7 separate regions of the Mus musculus genome follow, and regions 1, 2, 3, 4, 5 and 7 are each linked to region 6. A link is a contact called in public Hi-C and promoter capture Hi-C data. All regions are on one chromosome and are shown on one strand. The core of a region is the stretch at or near the end of the contact, and the rest is flanking DNA. Distances in the headings are between cores, read along the strand shown. Region 1 holds the start of Lztfl1 (leucine zipper transcription factor-like 1). Region 2 holds the start of Rpsa (ribosomal protein SA). Region 3 holds the start of Gorasp1 (golgi reassembly stacking protein 1). Region 4 holds the start of Slc25a38 (solute carrier family 25, member 38). Region 5 holds the start of Sacm1l (SAC1 suppressor of actin mutations 1-like (yeast)). Region 6 holds the start of Nktr (natural killer tumor recognition sequence). Region 7 holds the start of Kif15 (kinesin family member 15).

What was found. Promoter capture Hi-C pulls out the DNA fragments that hold promoters and counts their contacts. Hi-C and Micro-C count contacts between places; a contact is called where the count stands out from the background. Capture Hi-C pulls out chosen DNA fragments and counts their contacts.
Region 1: a contact with region 6 is called in a promoter capture Hi-C map of erythroid cells, with 7 times the contacts expected there. The contact joins the promoter of Lztfl1 here to the promoter of Nktr in region 6. A contact is called at or near these places in 3 of 39 promoter capture datasets (erythroid cells, liver and pre-B cells) and 1 of 9 other capture datasets (adipose tissue).
Region 2: a contact with region 6 is called in a Hi-C map of B cells, with 5 read pairs. The contact joins the promoter of Rpsa here to the promoter of Nktr in region 6. A contact is called at or near these places in 6 of 39 promoter capture datasets (the C10 cell line, erythroid cells, liver and 2 more), 1 of 484 Hi-C or Micro-C datasets (B cells) and 2 of 115 datasets of contacts at active chromatin or transcription factors (astrocytes and cardiomyocytes).
Region 3: a contact with region 6 is called in a promoter capture Hi-C map of pre-B cells, with 7 times the contacts expected there. The contact joins the promoter of Gorasp1 here to the promoter of Nktr in region 6. A contact is called at or near these places in 2 of 39 promoter capture datasets (liver and pre-B cells), 1 of 115 datasets of contacts at active chromatin or transcription factors (extraembryonic endoderm stem cells) and 1 of 9 other capture datasets (liver).
Region 4: a contact with region 6 is called in a promoter capture Hi-C map of liver, with 6 times the contacts expected there. The contact joins the promoter of Slc25a38 here to the promoter of Nktr in region 6. A contact is called at or near these places in 6 of 39 promoter capture datasets (embryonic stem cells, erythroid cells, liver and 2 more) and 3 of 115 datasets of contacts at active chromatin or transcription factors (astrocytes, extraembryonic endoderm stem cells and stem cell-derived neural progenitor cells).
Region 5: a contact with region 6 is called in a promoter capture Hi-C map of liver, with 5 times the contacts expected there. The contact joins the promoter of Sacm1l here to the promoter of Nktr in region 6. A contact is called at or near these places in 1 of 39 promoter capture datasets (erythroid cells) and 1 of 9 other capture datasets (liver).
Region 7: a contact with region 6 is called in a promoter capture Hi-C map of embryonic stem cells, with 3 times the contacts expected there. The contact joins the promoter of Kif15 here to the promoter of Nktr in region 6. A contact is called at or near these places in 1 of 39 promoter capture datasets (embryonic stem cells), 1 of 484 Hi-C or Micro-C datasets (B cells) and 1 of 115 datasets of contacts at active chromatin or transcription factors (embryonic stem cells).

What each region holds. Positions count from the first base shown.
Region 1 is chr9:123,716,175-123,718,874 of GRCm38.p6, forward strand. It overlaps Lztfl1 (leucine zipper transcription factor-like 1), which reads right to left and starts at 1,451. Exons shown (of 10, transcript NM_033322.3): 1 at 1,352-1,451. The coding sequence starts at 1,354.
Region 2 is chr9:120,126,485-120,129,184 of GRCm38.p6, forward strand. Rpsa (ribosomal protein SA) reads left to right here and starts at 1,282. Exons shown (of 7, transcript NM_011029.4): 1 at 1,282-1,346; 2 at 1,973-2,138; 3 at 2,674-2,700. The coding sequence starts at 2,006. It overlaps LOC115485682 (a small nucleolar RNA gene), which reads left to right and starts at 2,296; the gene lies at 2,296-2,451.
Region 3 is chr9:119,936,117-119,938,816 of GRCm38.p6, forward strand. Gorasp1 (golgi reassembly stacking protein 1) reads right to left here and starts at 1,442. Exons shown (of 9, transcript NM_028976.2): 1 at 1,342-1,442. The coding sequence starts at 1,401. Ttc21a (tetratricopeptide repeat domain 21A) reads left to right here and starts at 1,490. Exons shown (of 29, transcript NM_028735.3): 1 at 1,490-1,634. The coding sequence starts at 1,608.
Region 4 is chr9:120,109,050-120,111,749 of GRCm38.p6, forward strand. Slc25a38 (solute carrier family 25, member 38) reads left to right here and starts at 1,333. Exons shown (of 7, transcript NM_144793.2): 1 at 1,333-1,523. The coding sequence starts at 1,395.
Region 5 is chr9:123,528,366-123,531,065 of GRCm38.p6, forward strand. It overlaps Sacm1l (SAC1 suppressor of actin mutations 1-like (yeast)), which reads left to right and starts at 1,388. Exons shown (of 20, transcript NM_030692.5): 1 at 1,388-1,556. The coding sequence starts at 1,525. n-TRacg2 (a tRNA gene) reads right to left here and starts at 1,132; the gene lies at 1,060-1,132.
Region 6 is chr9:121,717,899-121,720,598 of GRCm38.p6, forward strand. Nktr (natural killer tumor recognition sequence) reads left to right here and starts at 1,283. Exons shown (of 17, transcript NM_010918.2): 1 at 1,283-1,397; 2 at 1,561-1,647. The coding sequence starts at 1,590.
Region 7 is chr9:122,949,748-122,952,447 of GRCm38.p6, forward strand. Kif15 (kinesin family member 15) reads left to right here and starts at 1,334. Exons shown (of 35, transcript NM_010620.1): 1 at 1,334-1,405. The coding sequence starts at 1,387. It overlaps 1110059G10Rik (RIKEN cDNA 1110059G10 gene), which reads right to left and starts at 1,253. Exons shown (of 3, transcript NM_025419.4): 1 at 1,058-1,253. The coding sequence starts at 1,165.

The sequences.
Region 1 (2,700 bases), core at 201-2,700, 2.0 Mb after region 6:
CAGCTCTCAGACCTGGTTAGAGAAGTTTCTCTGTGCAATGGATGGTGGCTACCACACAGCTCACAGCTTTTAGGTACAGAGAATAAATAGGCTTAGCCACAACTAAGATATACACTCAGGAGGCAGAGGCATAGATAGGCAAAGGCAAGTGAATCTGAGTTCAAGGTCAGGCTGGACTACAGAGAGGATTCCAATATAGACAGGACTAAACAGAGAAACCCTGTCTTGAAACAGCAACAACAAAAACTGTCTTCTAGACATGACAGAACTGCTGGCCTAGAAACTCACAACTGTGGTCACCTGCACAAAGGTGCCAATCAACAATCCAGCACAGAGACGGGGAGGGGTTTATGAGATCGCACTTCTAGCTGAGCAGTTACTGACGGCTGAAGATTTATGAAGGGCAGAGAGACAGTTTCTTTTAAGAGTGTGGCCCAAGGAAGGTGATGGTCCCACACACATGAGTATATGTGCAGCATAAATTGGACTAGGTAGGCTTAAAAAAAACAGGACAGGAAGTAAACAATAATTCTGGAAGATGCTAGGGGATTTAAAATACATTGTATGAATGTATAAAATCTTTAAAGGATAATTTTTTTTAAAAAAGAGTGAGCTTATTGCTTAAAGTGTTTATTTTATGTGCATTGTTTGACAAATCATCTACACCCGGTTTCCAAGTGTTATCACAATGACATAAAAGAGTAAGAACACAAACAAGTACTAACTTTTTTGTGAAGCCACTAGCGTAATTTTTTTTTTTTTTTCGTTTTTGACATCAGAAGCAGGACCAGTTCCTAGCTCAGGATGGTTTAAGAAATGGTCTGTTTTGTTTAGATGTATACAAAGTGACACTTACTAGGAATTGATTGCTGGGATATGTCAGCAACCCACTTGAGCTTCACTTTCAATAACTTCTCTATGCCCAGCTATTTAAATTAATTGTACGATGAAAGGTTGGATGGACTGGCGTTTTCGCTTCAGTTTTATCTGTCTCAAAGTAAGCCCGAACTCTAATACCCAAATGGTCGTCAGACGTCCAAACAAAGAAAACAGCACCGATAATTAGTCAGTTGTAAAATCAGGTGCTTCAGAAAATTAGATTCAACCAAGTTCACACAGAAAGTTGGAACCAGCCCGTCATTCTTCACCCTGGCAAATGTGTGCGGCTGTGTCGGCCAGGGCTTCCCAGACCACAGCCAAGGACGAGGCGACAAGGCCGGAGGAAGGCTTCAGCAAGAAGCTGTCCCCGCGGCTCGGCCGACGTGACTCCCTCCCCGGCGAGGCCCCGCTCGCTCGCTCGCTCGCTCGCCCTCCGCACCCCGGCTGGGCCTCTCCCGACCAGGACACTCACCATGGTGGCGGCGGATCCGACAGGAAACAGGGAGGCCGGCACCGGGGCCTGAGGAACGGAGGTTGTTTAGAAGCCGCGCGTTGCCAATGGGAACGGAGACACGTGGGCCCTCGCTTGCACGCTATCATTGGCTCTCAGTGTCACGTGACGGATGATGTTGCGTAACTGGCTAATTTCCGCGGGTACATTGGCTTTGAGATCCGGAAGTCCCACCTTTTCTTGCCACGCTAACCTGGGGCGGTGCCTGCCGTTGCCAATGGCAACAGAGAAATTTCCGGTCGGGGGTGGGGGGGGGGAGCTGAGCAGCGCCTTAGGTGCCAGCGTGTTTGCCTACAATCAGGACAGAAGTTGGGCTTTGGCACCGGGATCCAGAGCTGGTGGTTCCAGACCTCTGAGAAGAACAGGCTGAGTGAACAGGGCTTCAGCGTGACTGCATCCGGCTATCAAGCTCATGCTGGCCCTGGTGCACGCCCTTCCTCCATCTGCATTGTTTTATAACGCTGGCAGAAGAGAATAACTTTACCTTTTTGGAAAAAAAATGTGCAAAAACATAGGTTTATATAGAGTAGTGAATTAGAGAGACAAACACTAGATTCGCCAGGAGAAGGTTGTGGAATAACGTCCTGATCTCCCTGGCGGAAGTTTTCACTTATGAAGTCTAACTTGAGTCATTAGAATCTTCAAGTTTTGGGATAGGTAAAGATCCTTTCCAAATCTGTTGGTGATCTTTTTGTCTTATTGACGGTGTCTTTTGCCTTGCAGAAGCTTTGCAATTTTATGAGGTCCTATTTATTGATTCTCGATCTTACAGCGCAAGCCACTGCTGTTCTATTCAGGAATTTTTCCCCTGTACCCATATCTTCGAGGCTTTTCCCTACTTTCTCCTCTATAAGTTTCACTGTCTCTGGTTTTATGTGAAGTTCCTTGATCCACTTAGATTTGACCTTAGTACAAGGAGATAGGAATGGATCAATTCGCAATCTTCTACATGATAACAGCCAGTTGTGCCAGCACCATTTGTTGAAAAATGCTGTCTTTTTTCCACTGGATGGTTTTAGCTCCCTTGTCAAAGATCAAGTGACCATAGGTGTGTGGGTTCATCTCTGGGTCTTCAATTCTGTTCCATTGGTCTACTTGTCTGTCGCTATACCAGTACCATGCAGTTTTTATCACAATTGCTCTGTAGTACAGCTTTAGGTCGGGCATAGCAAACACAGAAGTGGATGCTCACAGTCAGCTATTGAATGGACCACAGGGCCCCCAATGGAGGAACTAGAGAAAGCACCCAAGGAACTAAAGGGAACTGCAACCCTATAGGTGGAACAACAATATGAACTAACCAGTACCCC
Region 2 (2,700 bases), core at 32-2,531, 1.6 Mb before region 6:
CTTCAGCCTGGTACCAAGCGTGACCAAGGACAGCCGCAGGGAGCTAGGCCACTCTATTTTTTCTTTTTTTTAAAGACAGGGTTTCTCTGTGTAGCTTTGGCTGTCCTGGAACTCATTTTTGTAGATTAGACTAGCTTTCAACTCGTAGAGATCTGCTTGCCTCTGTCTCCTGAGTGCTGGCTAGGATTACAGGCATAGGCCACCACTACCTGACCTGAACATACCACTTAATAGATTTTAGAATATTCTGTTTTACTTAACAAGATATCTTGATACACATTCACGATGTGGCAAGTTAAATGCTTTGTTCTTTTTAGTTTTACCGTTTTATATTTATTTTTGAGACAGAGTATGACTATAGCTTCAAATTCATGGTCCTCTTGCCCCAGCAAGAACTGAAGAAACCCAGAGCCTTTCGATGTTAGTACTCTACCACGGAGCTGCACCCACACTCCTCTGGGTTTTTGATCTATTATTTTTGTTGTATGCATATATGGTTATCCTTCAGTATCTGTGGGATTTGTTCCAGAACCACCTATGGATGCCAAACCCATAGATGCTCAAGTCCCTAATATAAAATGGTCTGAGCTGGGCGTGGTGGCACACGCCTTTATTTAGCCCCGGCACTCCGGAGGCAGAGGCGGGCGGATTTCTGAGTTCGAGGCCAGCCTGGTCAATAAAGTGAGTTCCGGGACAGCCAGGGCTGTACAGAGAAACCCTGTCTCGAAAAACAAAACAAAACAAAAATAGTCTGGTATTTTCTAATAACCACAACCCTCCCACAGACTCCAAGTCATCTCTAGATTACTTGAGACATGGAATACAGTAATAAACGCTTTGTAAATAGATGACGCATCCAAATTTCTCCCTGCTCCCTTCAACACTTTTGTAATATCTTACTGGGTAACTACTATTTTGTAGTTCTCAAATGTAGGAAGGAGCCAGTACCAGAGGGGCAGGCGGGTGTGTGCTCCTGGAGTTAATCCTGACATAGGTGGCCCAGCTTGAAGCCTATTCGTCACTCAGCGGACCAAAAGCTACGGACTTTCCACGCTCGCTCCCCCCCCCCCACTCCCCCCCCTCGCCCCAGCTACTTCCGGCCTGGGGTCTGTGCAGCGACTGCAGCCGCGCAGGCGCGGGCCACTTTAACTTCCGCTCCGCGCGCGCTACAGCGGGCCCACTCACTGAATCTGCGCGTGCGCCAGAGGCTTTTTCCGGAGCGGAAGTTCTCCCTTTTTGCTTAGCCTGCTTTGCCATTGGCTGGCTGTGGGTTATTTAAGGACGTCATTTCCGGCCGCCCGTCCTTTCGCGCTACCCGGGGACGGGTCCATACGGCGTTGTTCTTGGTGAGTCTCACGTGGAGCCCTCGGCGTCTCCGGACGCCGCGGGACGCGCGCTTACTAGCTTCCCGCGCCATGGGTGGGCGCGGAGGGCGCCGAGGCTGCGTGTGCCGGGGCGGCTTGGCTCCTGGCGGCAGCGCCACGTGCTGGCCCGCAGTTAGGTGGGGCGGGCGCCACTGCGGGGCCCTTCTGCGGTTCGCGCCACGCTCGAGGGCCCTGTCGGCAAGATGCTGGGAAAAGTGCTTGTGAGGCGCATGGAGATGGGACGGGAACTGCCGGCCAGTCTCGAAATACAACTCCCGAAGCACCCCGATCATGGCCGCCTTTGCGCAACTCTCGGTGCAAAGAAGCAGCTATACTTAAGTAGCTATCCTGTAGTCAGTGTGCCTGCGGAGGCGCTAACTTCAACTGTCCAGTTTTTCTATATGTGCTCTGCTGACAAAGTCACTTTCCTTAGTGACTAGGTGGCCAGAAAAATCGAAAGGCAAGGAGGAATAAGAACACAACCCATTTCAGCTCAGATGATGTGCTGCGCCTAGTGGCATACGCCTTTAGTCCCCCTCTCAGGAGGCAGGGCAATCTTGTGAGTTCTAGTGTCAGAAGAAAAAAGATGAATTTTATTCCTTTTTTAGATTCCCATCGTAACTTAAAGGGAAACTTACACAATGTCCGGAGCCCTTGACGTCCTGCAGATGAAGGAGGAGGATGTCCTCAAATTCCTTGCTGCGGGAACCCACTTAGGTGGCACCAACCTTGACTTTCAGATGGAGCAGTACATCTACAAAAGGAAAAGTGACGGTCAGTTGCCACCTGTGATAGTCAGTTCCTGACTATGGTGCTCTAATGGGTATAGTGCCTGGTAACTGAATGGTTGGTGTTGGAGTGCTACTCTGGCTTGTGATGTAACTAAGAGGATGTGTGGGAAGGGGCCAGAGGTCATGGAGGACTGACTGACCCTGCACACTATTAAAGCTCAGAGTGGAGGCCAGTCTTGGCCAGTGAACTTCTGAGTGTCGGAAGTGTGCTACATTGAATTTATGGCAGGATTTTCGCTAACACCAGTAGAGCTTGCCTCTATGACTGGAGTTTGGTAGTGGTCACTGCCACATGCGTATGCCTTACCTTCCCACAGTGTCCATTCACAAGGCTATGAGGCTAGCAAGCCTGTCTGGGACACCCACTTTAAACTACTTGTTGCTGGGTGTGGTGGTTTCACACCCTTTAATCCTAGTGTTTAGGAGGCAGTCAGGAGTCTGATCAGCCAGGTCTGCAGAGTGACTGCCAGACTTCCTGCCTTGGGAAGCTCCTCAGAGAGTTCCGTTTGCTGGCCTAGGTATCTACATCATAAACCTGAAGAGGA
Region 3 (2,700 bases), core at 192-2,691, 1.8 Mb before region 6:
CACCTTTAATCCCAGCACTTGGGAGGCAGAGGCAGGCAGATTTCTGAGTTCAAGGCCAGTCTGATCTACAGAGTGAGTTCCAGGACAGCCAGGGCTACATAGAGAAACCCTGTCTCAAAGAAAAAACAAGCAAACAAACAAAGGGACTGGAGAAATAGGTCAGCAGTTAAAAGAGCCTATTATTCTATCAGACGACCTGGGTTGAGTCCCCAGCATGCAAGTGTGACAGCTCCCAAATGCCTATAACTCCAACTTAAAGGGATCTAAAACCTCTGGTTTGCACACTCGTGTGCACAAACAAAAACAACACACACACCAAAAACACATCTCTGTAACGGGTCCTCATCCTCTGACCTGATCAACCTGTCCCCCTTTAACCAGCCCCCCTTGCCTTCACTCCGTCCACCACCCCCACCACCTCACTTCCCTCAGCCCTTGTGCAAAGATCCCAAACTCCTGACTTCCCGTGAACCTGTTTTAAAACACCCCCGGTTGGATGCATCCCAATGTCTGCCAACCCCCAAGCACAAATCTTGTCACTTTGATCTGTAAAGCCAATGTGGCTCTCCAGCTAGAAACCGCTTCCCTAGCCCTGACTCCAGACTTCCTTTGACATAGACCAGAGAGGCATAATGGCTCAGGAGGCAGGCGCACGCAGATGGATTTCTGTAGGTTCCAGCCCAGTCTAGCCTACATAGCAAGTTCCAGGCCAGTCGGGGATACATAATGAGACACCCACAAAATAAATAGATAGATAGATAGATAGATAGATAGATAGATAGATAGATAGATAGATAAGATTTAAGAGGAACCGAGAAAGAGCAGCTGAGAGTTTAACAACAGCTTGAACTAAGTACCAAGATCCTGTCTGAAGGAATGAAGGCAGGCAGGCTGACCCAACAGCCAGACAACCTGACAAACCTGCCCGCCTCCACACAGCTCTGCATCTACCTGCTTTTCAAAGGGGCAAAACAGGGGAGCTGAGTTCAAAGATCTTTCTATCCCCAACTCCATACGGCGTTCTTTATCAACCAGACTATACTTCCCAGCAGCCTGTTCGCTCGTACCTCCCTGCAAGTGACACGTAGGGCCCCATCTAGGTCTCGGGATGTTTCACTCTGGGGTCCCAATGCCCACCCTGGCTCCAGTCATTCTGGCCACTTCACCCCCTCTTCAGCAGCTTTCCCAAAGCCCACGAGCTCTCCCAGCCCCTTGCAATGCTCCTTAGAGAAGGGGCCTCGGATCTTGGACGCGCTGGGCCTCGCAAGGCATGCAGGGAGGTCACTGCAGGCCTCGGGGCTGTGCAACCCTCCCTGGTGATCTTCCACCACCCCGGCTCACCCCGTGCAGATGGAAGCCCTCGCCGCCCGCCGGCTGCTCGCTGCTTGCCCCTAGCCCCATGGCCGCCCTCTCCCGCTGCTGCGTGGCCTAGTCACGTGGGGCCAGGCCACGCCCTCCCGGATGTCACAGTTCTTAGCAACAGGCCAGCAGCCAGGTTGCCAAGGACGCGCGCGCCTTAGACTTCCGGCCGTGAGCTGGGCTGCGAATTGGGCGGCCAGAGCTGGGAATCCCGCTCAGCCGGTCATCACCTGAGCCGGGCTGCAGCCATGAGCAGCGATGACTCCTCTCTCATGGTGCGTGAACTCTGGGCCGCCTGCGCTCGGGACTACTTCTGCAGTCAGGACTGCTGCCCTGGGCTAGCTCTCTGCTCTCTGACCATTTCTGCTCTGGGGTTACCTTTCTGCTTTCTCTGGCCATCTGCCCTTGGGCCACCCTCTGCCACACCATCCACCCTGCTGCCTGCCCTCTGGCCATCTCTACTCTTAGGCTACTTCCACCCCCCAACCACCTCTACCCCTCTGTTCACTACTCTGGCAGCTTCTAGAAGTCCTTCCATCTTCCTCAGCTCCCTAACCAAAGCATTTCCCCTCAGTGTCCTCTGCACCCCTAGCCTCAAATTAGCACCCAGACCTGATCCTATCCCCCAAACCAATCCGTGCCTGTCCATTATCGCATCTGCCTCCCACCTAAGCCATCTGTGTTCCACTGCTATGAGGTCTATGCCCACCTCCAACCCTGTTCCTAATCTAACGAGAAGTGTCAGCTTCCAAAGTCTCCAGAGCCACCATGTATCTCTCCCTTAGACACCTCTGGCCTGGTTTCTCTACTTGGGCTCTTTGCACCAGCACTACTGCCTGGCATTACCCATGTGCCACCTGCAGCCACCCACACATCACTGCACGCAACAGCCAGAGTCATTTCTTTAGAATATCATTTGAGGTAACTGGGGATCTGGCTCAGTTCCTAGAATATGCACCAAGCCCTGATAGCCATAAAACAGGTGTGGTGGTAGGTGCCTTTAATCCTAGCACCGGAGAGGTGGGGAGGGAGGGTCAGAAACTCACCATAGTTGAGTTTGAGGCCAGTCTGGGATACATGAACACCAGGCTCTGCCAAAAGTTTTAAAAATCTGAAAACTTCACTCCCCTACTTAAAGCCATTCGAGCTGGTTCCTGTTGATGACCCTGTCTGACGTCTAGGCTCTTTCAAATGGCCCATGAGGCTTTTACGACCTAACCACATCTATCCCCAACTCAACACCCACAAACCTTAGAGGAAGTGAGCTTTTGCTTTGAAATCTCAGCCCCAATTACTGTGTGATCTCCATGGGCTGTGTCTCCCTGGGCTTCAGCTTCTTTA
Region 4 (2,700 bases), core at 83-2,582, 1.6 Mb before region 6:
TGGCGCTGGTTTCAATAAGCTGACGCCCATGAATATGGGTAAACAACCAATGTGTGCATGTTCAGTAGAGTTTTTTTGCTGAGTCACGACCTGGCCCCGAGGCATGTAAATGAGGTACTGAAAGCATAACCAATTGGGTGTAGACATGCCTGTCCTAGGCCTATATAAGCAGCACTGGTTTTTTGGGCTCGGGGTCTTTCGCTTTTGCTTTCACTATCAAGCTCTCCCAATAAACGTGTGCAGAAGAATCCTGTTGTGGCGTCCTTCTTGCTGTCGAGTCGGGCGTCTACAAACACCTTTAATCCTAGCATTTGGGAGGCAGAGGTAGGTGGATTTCTGAGTTCAAGGCCAGCCTGGTCTACAGAGTGAGTTCCAGGACAGCCAGGGCTATATAAAGAAACCCTGTCTCAAGAAAAAAGAAAAACCTTGTCTTGAAAAACTAAACAACAGAACAAAATAAACATATAAAAAGCATAAAGACAAGGCTTGAGAGCCTGGGTTAGAGCACTTGTAGAGGACCTGAGGTTGGTTTCCAGCACCCAGACAGGGCAGCTCAGGACTGCCTGTGAGCTTCTGGCCTCTGCAAGAAGCTACATTCACACGTACATACCCACACATACAACTAAAAATAAGTCAGGCATGGTATACACGCCTTTAATCCCAGCACTTGGGATTAAAGAGGCAGGTGGAGCTCTACGAGTTCAAGGTCAGCCTGGTCTCCACACAGAGAGACACAGGGGTAGCTAGTGAGTTCCAGGTAGCCAGGGCTATACAGAGAAACCCTGTCTTGAAAAAATAAAAATAAAGAAAACAAAAAAGAAGAAATGTGAATTGTATTTTTAAAAATTTGTGTCTAAAGAGAAGGCATTCATCCTGCTTCAGTTCTTTTTCTTTTCTTTTCTTTCCTTTCCTTTTTCTTTTTCTTTTTGAGACAGGGTTTCTTTGTATAGCCCTGGCTGTCGTGGAACTCTGTAGACCAGGCTGGCCTTGAACTCAGAAATCTGCCCGCCTCTGCCTCCCAAGTGCTGGGATTAAAGGCGTGTGCCTCTACTGCCCGGCGGTCCTTCAGCTCTTAAATAAATTAAATACAATTAAAACTCAGCCAGTCACCCATTTCAAAAAGCGCTTTAAGAATAAATAAATAAATAAATATATTTAATAAGAAAAATATTTAAAAAAAAAAAAGCGCCGAGCAGAAGGCTCTGCAACTGAGAATCACGGACCCTGCAGTTTTAAGTGCAGCCACCAGGTGGCGATGAGATCTCGTCGCCGGATACGCTATGTCACCGGAAGCGGGATCTCACCTTTTTCCTTCTGCTTTCCCCTCCCCCGGAAACATCGAGCCGCTTGTCTCGGGTAATGAGACCTGAGGCCGGGCGGGCAGGCGGGGAGGGATGGGCGTGAGCGCGGAGCCCCGGAGCCTCTCAGTCGCCGGGGCCGGGCTCGCGTCCCCAGTGATCGAGAAGGCACGCTCGGCGCTGCTGCAGTCGCAGGATGTAGAGGACACGGTGGAGACGCTCATGGTGAGTTCGTGGGAGCAGGGGGACCGGGACGGGAGCGGCATTGTGGGGCAGGGGACAGTGCTTCGAGAACATTCTAGTTCTAGAATATTCTAACGGCAACTGATGAGAGCGCCTCGGGGCACCTCGAGCCGCCCGCCGCAGGACACCTTCCCTGACCGGCTTCCCTGCAGGCTTCTGCCTTAGCTTTCGGGGTTCACCAAGGCCACGCCCTTCCGTCGGGTTGGCTGCGCTGCCGGGCTGCCATTGGTGGAGACGGGGGCGGGGCGGGGCGGAGTCTCTTGCTGCCAACCATAAACGGAGGTGGGGCTGTGCAGGGCGGGCCCGGGCTGGGATGTGCCTCAGTGGGGCGAGGATGCATGGCTTTGGGGGATGAATATCTTTTAAAAATTCTTGTTTTTTTGAGTCGGGGCCTCACTGTGTTTCAGATAGGGCTGAAACTCGCTATTTAAACCAGGCTGGCTCCGAAGTGCTAAAGGAGTGTGCTCCCCTATGTCTGGAGCTTTTTGGAAGTCTTTAAAAGATAACCGCTGTGGCTCCCAGGACCATGTCTTTCAAAACTGCATACTTTTTTTCTCTCTGGCCCGCCATCTTTCCCTTTTTGATGTGTGTTGGACGTAGACATTTTGTTGTTTTTCTTTTTGCTGTGGGGTGGTAGAAATTGTGGTACTATTTGGCTGTTGAAATGCTGCTTACTCCCATCGTGTTTTGCGTAGTACGATTTGCTCATTGTGCTTTTAGTGTTTATTTTTATCTATGTGTGTTGGGGGTAGGTGCACAAGAGTGCAGATGCCGAAGAAGGCCAAAAGAGAACGTTGGTATCTCCTGGAGCTGGAGCTGTGAGCACCCCTTTCTGTATGGGTGCTGGGAACCTTATGGTCCCTCTGGAAGAATACACTTTGGACTAGTCTCTAGCCCTTACTGGTTGTTTTGATCTATTCTCACACTTAAAAAATTGGAATATTCAGCTTTCTTTAAGTCGTGTATAATAAGGTATGCTACTAAAATAAATCGAAACTTGAAGTTGGAGGTGTGGCCTTTCAGGAAAGCACCTTCGTCTCCATCACTATAAGAAAACTAAGCTCGCTGGGTGGTGGTGGCACACATCTTTAATCCCAGCACTTGGGAGGCAGAGGGAGGTGGCCAGCCTGTTCTACAAAGTGAGTTCTGGGACAGCCAG
Region 5 (2,700 bases), core at 138-2,637, 1.8 Mb after region 6:
AGTGCTAAAACTGACAACAATGCATATTAATGATCTCAAATCTCAGACAAAAAATTAAAGAGCAAACAAAAAATACTGTTAGCTGGGCAGTAGTGGTGCGTGCTTTTACACCAGTATTCAGGAGGCAGAGGCAGGGATCTCTGAGTTGGAGGCCAGCCTGGTTACAGAGCAAGTTCCAGGACAGTCAAAACTACACAGGGAAACCCGGTCTCGAGAAACAACCCACTATAACTTCATTAAAAGCAAACTAAATCCTCAGAAGTGTAGAAGCCTGGTATGGTATCTTGTACCTTAAATTCCAGTACTCTGGAAAGCAAAGGCAGCCATTTGGCCTGGTCTATATCCAGCAGTATGGACTGCAGGAGTGAGCCACACCCCTTGGTCCTTGGTCTAATTCTGCCCCAATAATTTCCTTTATCTGATACAGTTTTAATAAACTCCTGGGGAGTGGGGTATGTTTTCTAGGACAACTTAATCATGGAGTGACTGGTTAATGAATAGGCTGAGCCCTGCTCCCGATCCACCTTCGTCACATCTGTTTCTGGCTATCTCAGGTCTTACGTAAAATGTTCATGTACTCGTTTTTCTGGGCCTCTTACTGCGAAATCCCCGAATTTTTAAGGTTTCCTTGTGCAGTGGAGGCTAGGTCGGCTTTGCAAGCGGAGCTAGCCAAGGCCGCTGTACCAATCATGAAGAGCAGAAGCTACGCCCTTCTCATGTCAGTGCCGTCTGTGTTCTACCAGCTAGGAGCTTTCGGTGAGATTTTTCCGTCATCGGGTGGGAAGACATTGGCCACGCATGTCCCTGTCCCTGATTGCAAACCTCCACTCTCAAGAGTGTTTTCGTAAGAGTACATTTCCAGACTCCTGCGCAATTTTAAGAACAGGGGAGCTAGGAAACTTGCAAACCGTTTTAGGTAACTCCGGGTTTCAAATACAGCCAAGAAGGTATTATTTTTTCGCAAAGCAACATTAAAACGTAAGACATTTGACCTTGACAATCTAGCTATGATCCTTTTCAAGCAGGCCTTCCAAGGTTCAGGAAAAAGATCGCACACGTCGAGCCAGCCAGGAGTCGAACCTAGAATCTTCTGATCCGTAGTCAGACGCGTTATCCATTGCGCCACTGGCCCGGTGCTGAGGAGGCCTCCTCCACGATAAGTGATCTCCAATTACACAGCTTCACTATGCTTCCTGCTTCTAACCTCAGTCTGGTCGGTTTGTTGAATGTCGCGACTCAGTGCAAAGCTACCGGGACTCCGCCTTTCTCTGCAACGCGTTACACCAATCCCCAGAGGCGACGTCACGGCGTTCTTTGGTCCGCTCCAATCCGCGCATCGGAGGCGTGCCTCGCAGCTCACTGGTTTGTCCGCCGCCGGCTCCCGTGCTCGCCCGAGAGGCGGACCCGGGAGGGGGTGGGGCCAGGCCGAGGCTCCTTGACCACCGCGCCTGGGGAGCGGTCGCCGCGGAGCCGGGGTGGCAGCGGGCTACACTGCGGGTGGAGCGAAGAGGAGGAAGCTGCACGATGGCGGCCGCAGCCTACGAGCATCTGAAGCTGTGAGTCCCGCGGGCTGCGGCCGCTGACAGGAAGGGCGGAGGGGCGAGCGGGCGCCGAGGCCCGGGAGTGTGCGGCCCGCACCGGCCGAGCTCGCGGGCTGGGCTTTCCCCGTCCAGCCTGGCTGCAGCGTAGGCCAGTGTCCCGCAGCCTCGCCCGCCGCTGGACCTGGCGCGGTGAGCCGAGCCGCAGCCCGCAGCACCGGAGGCTGCAGCCAGCTTTCCCTGGGTGGCCTCCGGGAGAGGCCTTTTTCACCGGGCGTGCTCTGACGTCCGCCGGCAGAGCTAACCTTTCTCTTGGTTTCAGGCTTTCTGGGCCTGGGAGTCTCAATGACGGGTCCTTCTTAGGGCGCAGCAATAATTTAGTCAGATGTCCTAAGGGCCGGTCGAATTTACTGTGCTTATTCCAACAGACTGCGTCGACAGCTACAGTAGGCTCGCCTCTATTTTGGCGTAGCAATGTTGAGTTTTGGCAAAGCCAGGACTTGAGGTTTTGAGGCCCAGCCACTGGATGTTTAGAGGTGCAAAAAAAAAAAAAAATAGACATTTATAAGCTCTTTGGCTCGTCCTGGGTTAGAGGAGATGGGGGATAATTTCTCTTGTGTTACCCTCAGCACCTACACTCCTTGTTTGTGAATAACTTCGCCCTAACCGCTTTAATAATTTACCACGGTCTGGGAATGCCTTTAGTAGCAGAAGCAAATATAACTTTCGAAAAGCCAAGTTAAATTATCCTGTTAATTAGACATAGACATCCCAGTTCGTTTGCAGGAAACAAATGTAGTTTGGGTACGCCCAATGAATAACTGAAGGTGTAAAGTTATGAGTCCAGAATTTGGAGGGAGGCCATCTGCCCAACACTTTTCATGTTTTGCTGTGTTCACCCTTTATGCCTCTTCTGCTTGCTACATACAGTTCTCTTTGAAAAGCCCAGCGCCACCCTTCCTTCCACATTTCTTTTAATTAGTTTTCCTTTGTAAAGTGAATAATCACCTTATTGGTGACAGTTGAAGCAAAGTGTACTTACTGGTCTATGTCCGGCCCGAGTCACATGTCCTTTACTGGCAAATTAGGTTATTGTCCACCTGATAGTTGTTGAAGGGCTGAACATGATCTTACACTAGGTCTCAGATGTGTTTAAGCAATT
Region 6 (2,700 bases), core at 33-2,532:
TTAACCAACAGTTTTAAATTAAGGAACAAGGTACAAAAGCTTGGAAAGACGGTAAGTCACTCGTAGGTTTAGGTTTTTGGATATGGAATTTTGCTTTATGTAACAGACCCAACCTCAACACTGATTGTGATTAAAATTTTCTACAACAGCACATTTTTTAAAAAAGATTTATTTATTATATGTAAGTACACTGTAGCTGTCTTCAGACACTCCAGAAGAGGGCATCAGATTTCATTATGGATGGTTGTGAGCCACCATGTGGTTGCTGGGATTTGAACTCGGGACCTTCAGAAGAGCAGTCGGCGCTCTTAACCACTGAGCCATCTCGCCAGCCCCAACAGCACATTCTTATTGTGTACCTTTTGTTTTGAGACAGGATCTACCTAGCCCTGACTGGCCAGGAAGACAATATGTAGAACTGACTGACCTCAGACTGAGAGCCACCTACCTCTGCCTCTCGAGCCGCTGGGATTAAAGGCTGTGTATTATTGCTCACAGACTTTCCTTTTGTAAGGTTTTACTTTCTGTTTTGCCTGCATGTATGTCTGGGCACCATGTGCATGCTTGGTGTCCACGGAGGTCAGGGGAGCGCGATGGAAACCCTGAAACGAGATGGTTGTAAGCCACCATGCGGTTATTGAGCTGGGCTTTGAACCAGGTCCAATGCAAAAGCGGCCTCTAGACCATCTTAACTGCTAGACCATCGCTCCTGTCAACTGGTTTGGTTTCTTCACAGGTCTCAGGTATCTCAGGCTGACCTTGAACTTCTGAATCTCCTGCCTTTACCCACCAAGCGCTGGTGCGCAGGTGTAAACGCTACGGTTTGTGTTTTGCTTCGGGGTTTTGTTGTTGCCTTGATTTTTGTTTCCTTTCGTTGTATTTCTGAGAAAGCCTCAAGTGACCCAGGCTGGCCTCGAGCCGGCGGCCAGCCTCGTCTCACCCTGGCGGGCAAGGGAGGCACATCTGGCTCCATCTGGTCCTCGATTCTTTTAACGCGAGACAAACAGCGTGACCGCATCAACCACGAGAGAGAACAGGTCACCCGCCACGTCGGCCGGAAGCCTGGGATTCACCCTGCGTTCATCCACTGGCCACGCAATCAGAAATCTCGCGGTGCTGCATGAGTGAGCCGTGGTTGACAGCTCGCACACGTCTGCGCACTCGGGATTGGACAGGGGATCCTGAGGGGCGGGGCACGAGAGCCCTGGCGCGGACCGCCTACTCCGACCCCACACCCCGCTCGGCGGCGAGACGAACTCTCGCGACGCTTGCGTCCGGCCTCGCGAGCTCTGGCGTGGCGCTCGCCGGCTGGCCCTCACGGGGAAGAGGTGGCGTTCCGTTGGTGACGTTAGGCTCCGGCGGCGCCGGCAGGGCGTTCTCCGGAGCTGTGCGGCCAGGTGAGAAGCTCGACGGGAGCGCGGGTAGCCGCGGCTGGGGTGGGCGGGCGGGCGGGTGGGCAGGGTGGGGCGGCCTCTCGTCGGCCGCGTCCCTGTCAGGCGGGCCGGGCCCCGCCCCGCCCGGCCGCCCGCCTGCCCTCAGCGCCCTCCTCCCTGTCCGCAGCTCGCCGCCGTCCCGCTGCTGCGCTCGCGATGGGCGCCCAGGACCGGCCGCAGTGTCACTTCGACATCGAGATCAACCGGGAACCGGGTGAGCGGGGCGGGCCCCTCTGTGGGCCCGGGTCGGGGTGGAAGTGGACGCGGCGGAGCCGGAGCCGGAGCCGGGCGGGGGCGGGGCGGGGCGGGCTCGGCCGGCCAGAGCTGCGGAGCCGCCGCGGTCACGAGCCGGCCAGCTGCCCTCCGCTGTCCCTCGGGAGCCTTCCCGAGAATGTACTGGCTCCGGGAGACGTGGCTGGAGAGGAGAGACTGAAGGGCTTGTGCGGGTTCTGTAGCCCCGGGATTGCTCCTAGGCTGCGGCCGCGATGTTTGGTTTTTTTTTTTTTTTTTTTGGAAGTCCAGTGTGCAGCCATTCATTAATCCCGAGGCGTCGACGTCTCTGTGTGCAGAGAGGTGGCTGCTGCACACATCGGTGCGCACACATGTAAAGGTCGCGTGTGTATCGAGCAGGAACATGTGTACGGATGCGCGGTTCTCAACCGACAGGGATCTTAACTGGAGGTGTGTGGTGTGCGCCACGTCTTAGGTCGCAGTGGACTCGCAGGAGAGCTGCTTGTCCTGGGCTCTGGAAGGGCAGCAGTGACTAAAGCAGGGCTGCTGCTTCTTTTATGTTGACGTCCTGGGGGAAAGAGGCAGGAAGTGAAGGGGTAAAAACCGCATTCCCTCCAGTAGTGCTGTTTTAGTCAGGCGGTGAGCGAGAAAGGCCATCTTGAGAAGATGACATTTGAGTAGGTGCGAAGCCGAACCTGTGGAGGGACGCCTTTGAGAACTGTGCTTGGTAGTGGCAGCCAACGGTTAGCTTGGGTTCTGAGACAGCGCTTGTGTTTCTTGAGGGAAAGCGAAGGTCCCGGTCTGGCTGGAGTAGAGGGAACAGAATAAGGAAAACTCAGGCTCTAGGATAAAAGGAAGACGGTGACGGTTCTGAACAAAGGATTGGAGCGATCTTAAACGTTCTGTTTTTCTCATCTAACATTTCGACCCTGACTGTAGCTGCAGTTTATTTAGCATTTACCAAACTTACTCTGGAGATTTTTCACGGATTTTTTTTTTTTTTTTGCAAAACTAATGTATTAACATACTCAGAAAG
Region 7 (2,700 bases), core at 84-2,583, 1.2 Mb after region 6:
GCTGGTCTGGAAGTCAGAGATCTGCCTGCTTCTTCATTCTGAGTTCTAGGATTCAAAGACATGTGCCACCACTGCCCAGCAGATACTATTAGCTGCTATTCAAGGACACACAAATAGTTATATAAAAGGTTTTGTACATAAACAATACTGTACATAATTGTTTAACTTTTGAAATTTATCAAACAGAAACCTAGTACTCACTGTACAAATGTAACAATTATATTTTGTCAGCTAAGTCAAAACATTTCTACTTTTTAACTAAGAAAGGTTTTGCATACTTTGAGATAAATACAGAATTATCTCATTTTTCAAGCAACTGTCTAATATTTAATTTTGGGCAGTCATCTTATGGGGAATACCCTGCATGACTTGGCCTTTGCCCACTACTATATTTTATCCCATGTAACTTTCACAGCTTCTAAGAGTCTAGACAACTAAGTTTGAGTACTCAACTGTCCATTATGTCTGTCTTTTTTTCTCAAACTGTGTCTAGGATGCTCCAGGCCATCTCTTACATAGCTAGCCCTCAAAACTAAAGAATCCCTAGATGCGCTTTTGAACACAACTGCATGTCCTCTTGTTTGACCTGTGCATAGCTTCTCGGCAGCAAGAACGCATTGTGTTTTCAATGTTACCTTCATTAGACAACCCCCTTTGAGAAGTACTGTTTCATTTCCCTATCTTGAGACACACAGCTTGGTAAACAGCAGGGGTTCTACTAGTCCTGGCTGATTCCTTCAAAGACTCCTGATTCGAGTCGTTTAATCAAGTGGCTTCGGTCTCCTTATCTGAAAAAGGGGACGACGCTGTCAATCACCTTGCTCAGGTAAAGTGAGATCCGCAAGTAAGAAAGGACAGAAAAGCTGTCTAGACTAGCTACTAGGGCTAGGTCGTTTTCAAGAATAGCACCCTGCAAGTAAGAATTCCTGGACCCGAGAGGCCAGACCTGGGGTCCGGCTGGTCGCGAGTGAGGGACCTGTCAGTTACGTCGGCACCGAGGAGCCGGAAGTGGGGTGGAGATAGAGGGTCTGACTCGGGGCGACTCCCGCGGCCTCACCTTGGTCTCTACGGTGGGCCCCTCCTTGTAGCCGACTCTCTCTTTGAAGCGGGACAGGAAGGCGGGCTCTGCGGGCCGCACATAGGACACTTGGTTCCGCTTGCTCATGGTAGTTCTGGTTCTGACCAACAATAAATAGCACTCGGCAGACTTGGCAGGGTACAAAGTGTCTGTCGCCCGCGCGGACTTCTGACGTAGACCGTGTTAGTGACGCCATCCGACCACGCCCAGGAGGCGTGGTCCGTTGGGGCGCCAAATTCAAATCTGCGGCCATCTTGAAGGGAGGATTCTGGTGGTCCTGGCGTAAGCGAATCTCGGACGGGGTCGCCATGGCCCCCGGCTGCAAATGTAAGTTGCGAGCCTGCCTGGTGAACTCATCGCCGCTGGCAGATGCCGGTGCTACGGGGCGTCACCTCTTAGGGCGCCCCGCGAGGGCGACGACGGCACACGCAGTGGGAACCCGAGTTCCTCACGGAGCGCGGGCGTCCCGCCTCGGCCACCCTACACCCGAGCGCTCTTCTCTGTGCATGGGACCCTGCTGTTTCCTTGCTGGCTTCTGGTGTCCTGAGGGCGGCCCTTGCGCTGCACTTGATGCTTGATTACCTATTTCTGCCTTTTTTGAAGGGAAGGGATTTGTGTTCCCTTCGGTGGCCTACCCTCAGAGGAGGGAACTTTAAAGCGAATTGCAACGGTCCCTTTACAACAGTTCCCATTCTTCATGCAAGACTTCATGAGTTCCTGAAACCAGAACTGTATCTTAGTACAGAACCCTATAGATAATGTGCTCTGTAAACTAAGTGTACTAAGATTAGCTAATACTAAAATACCTCAATTATAGTAATAGACAGTAATAGTTATTTGAAAGTAGTCTTTGCCTCAATTATAGTAATAGACAGTAATAGTTATTTGAAAGTAGTCTTTGACATAGTGTCTTATTATACCGGTCTTTTATCCTATGAGATTCTACGGTGTCTACTTGCTGAGAGAAATTCTGTAGACAGTATGACAGAGTTAGTATCCAAAAGTCACTTGAACACAAGCATTGTGATATAGCCACTTGATCTAATAACAAATGGCTGAGACTGTTAGGAGAGTAGTGTTTATAGTACCTGGCTAAAAAGAGTTGTGTAGCATGAGGCTTTATATTGAGACCTTGTTTAAAAAAAAAAAAAAAAAAAGGCTTAGAAATTGTTTCATTCTGAATTTTCTATTTAGTTGTTTTAGATTGTGATTGATGGCTGAGGAAAAAAACATAGAAAAAAGAAGTGCAGATTATGAGTAGACTAATATATATATTAATCTGTTTTCATCACAAAGAGATTGATTTAATCCCCCACTTCCAACGTATATGAGTGCCACCTCTTATATTGCCTATTATCTTTCTTAAATTATTTTTAATTATTGGTGTGTATGTGAGTGCACATGCATGTGTATATGTGTGCACAGCTGCGAGTGTAGTTTGTGTGTAGGTTGCTTGTGTGGGTGAAGATGGCCGTGGAGTGGTTGGATACTCTAGAGCTAGCATTATGAGTGGTTGTGAGCTTCTGAATATGGGTGCTGGCATGTGTGGTTTTTTTTTTTTTCCTTTGTTTTTCGGCTGATTATAAGATTTGAGAATAAAATGAGATACTTGAGAAAATTGT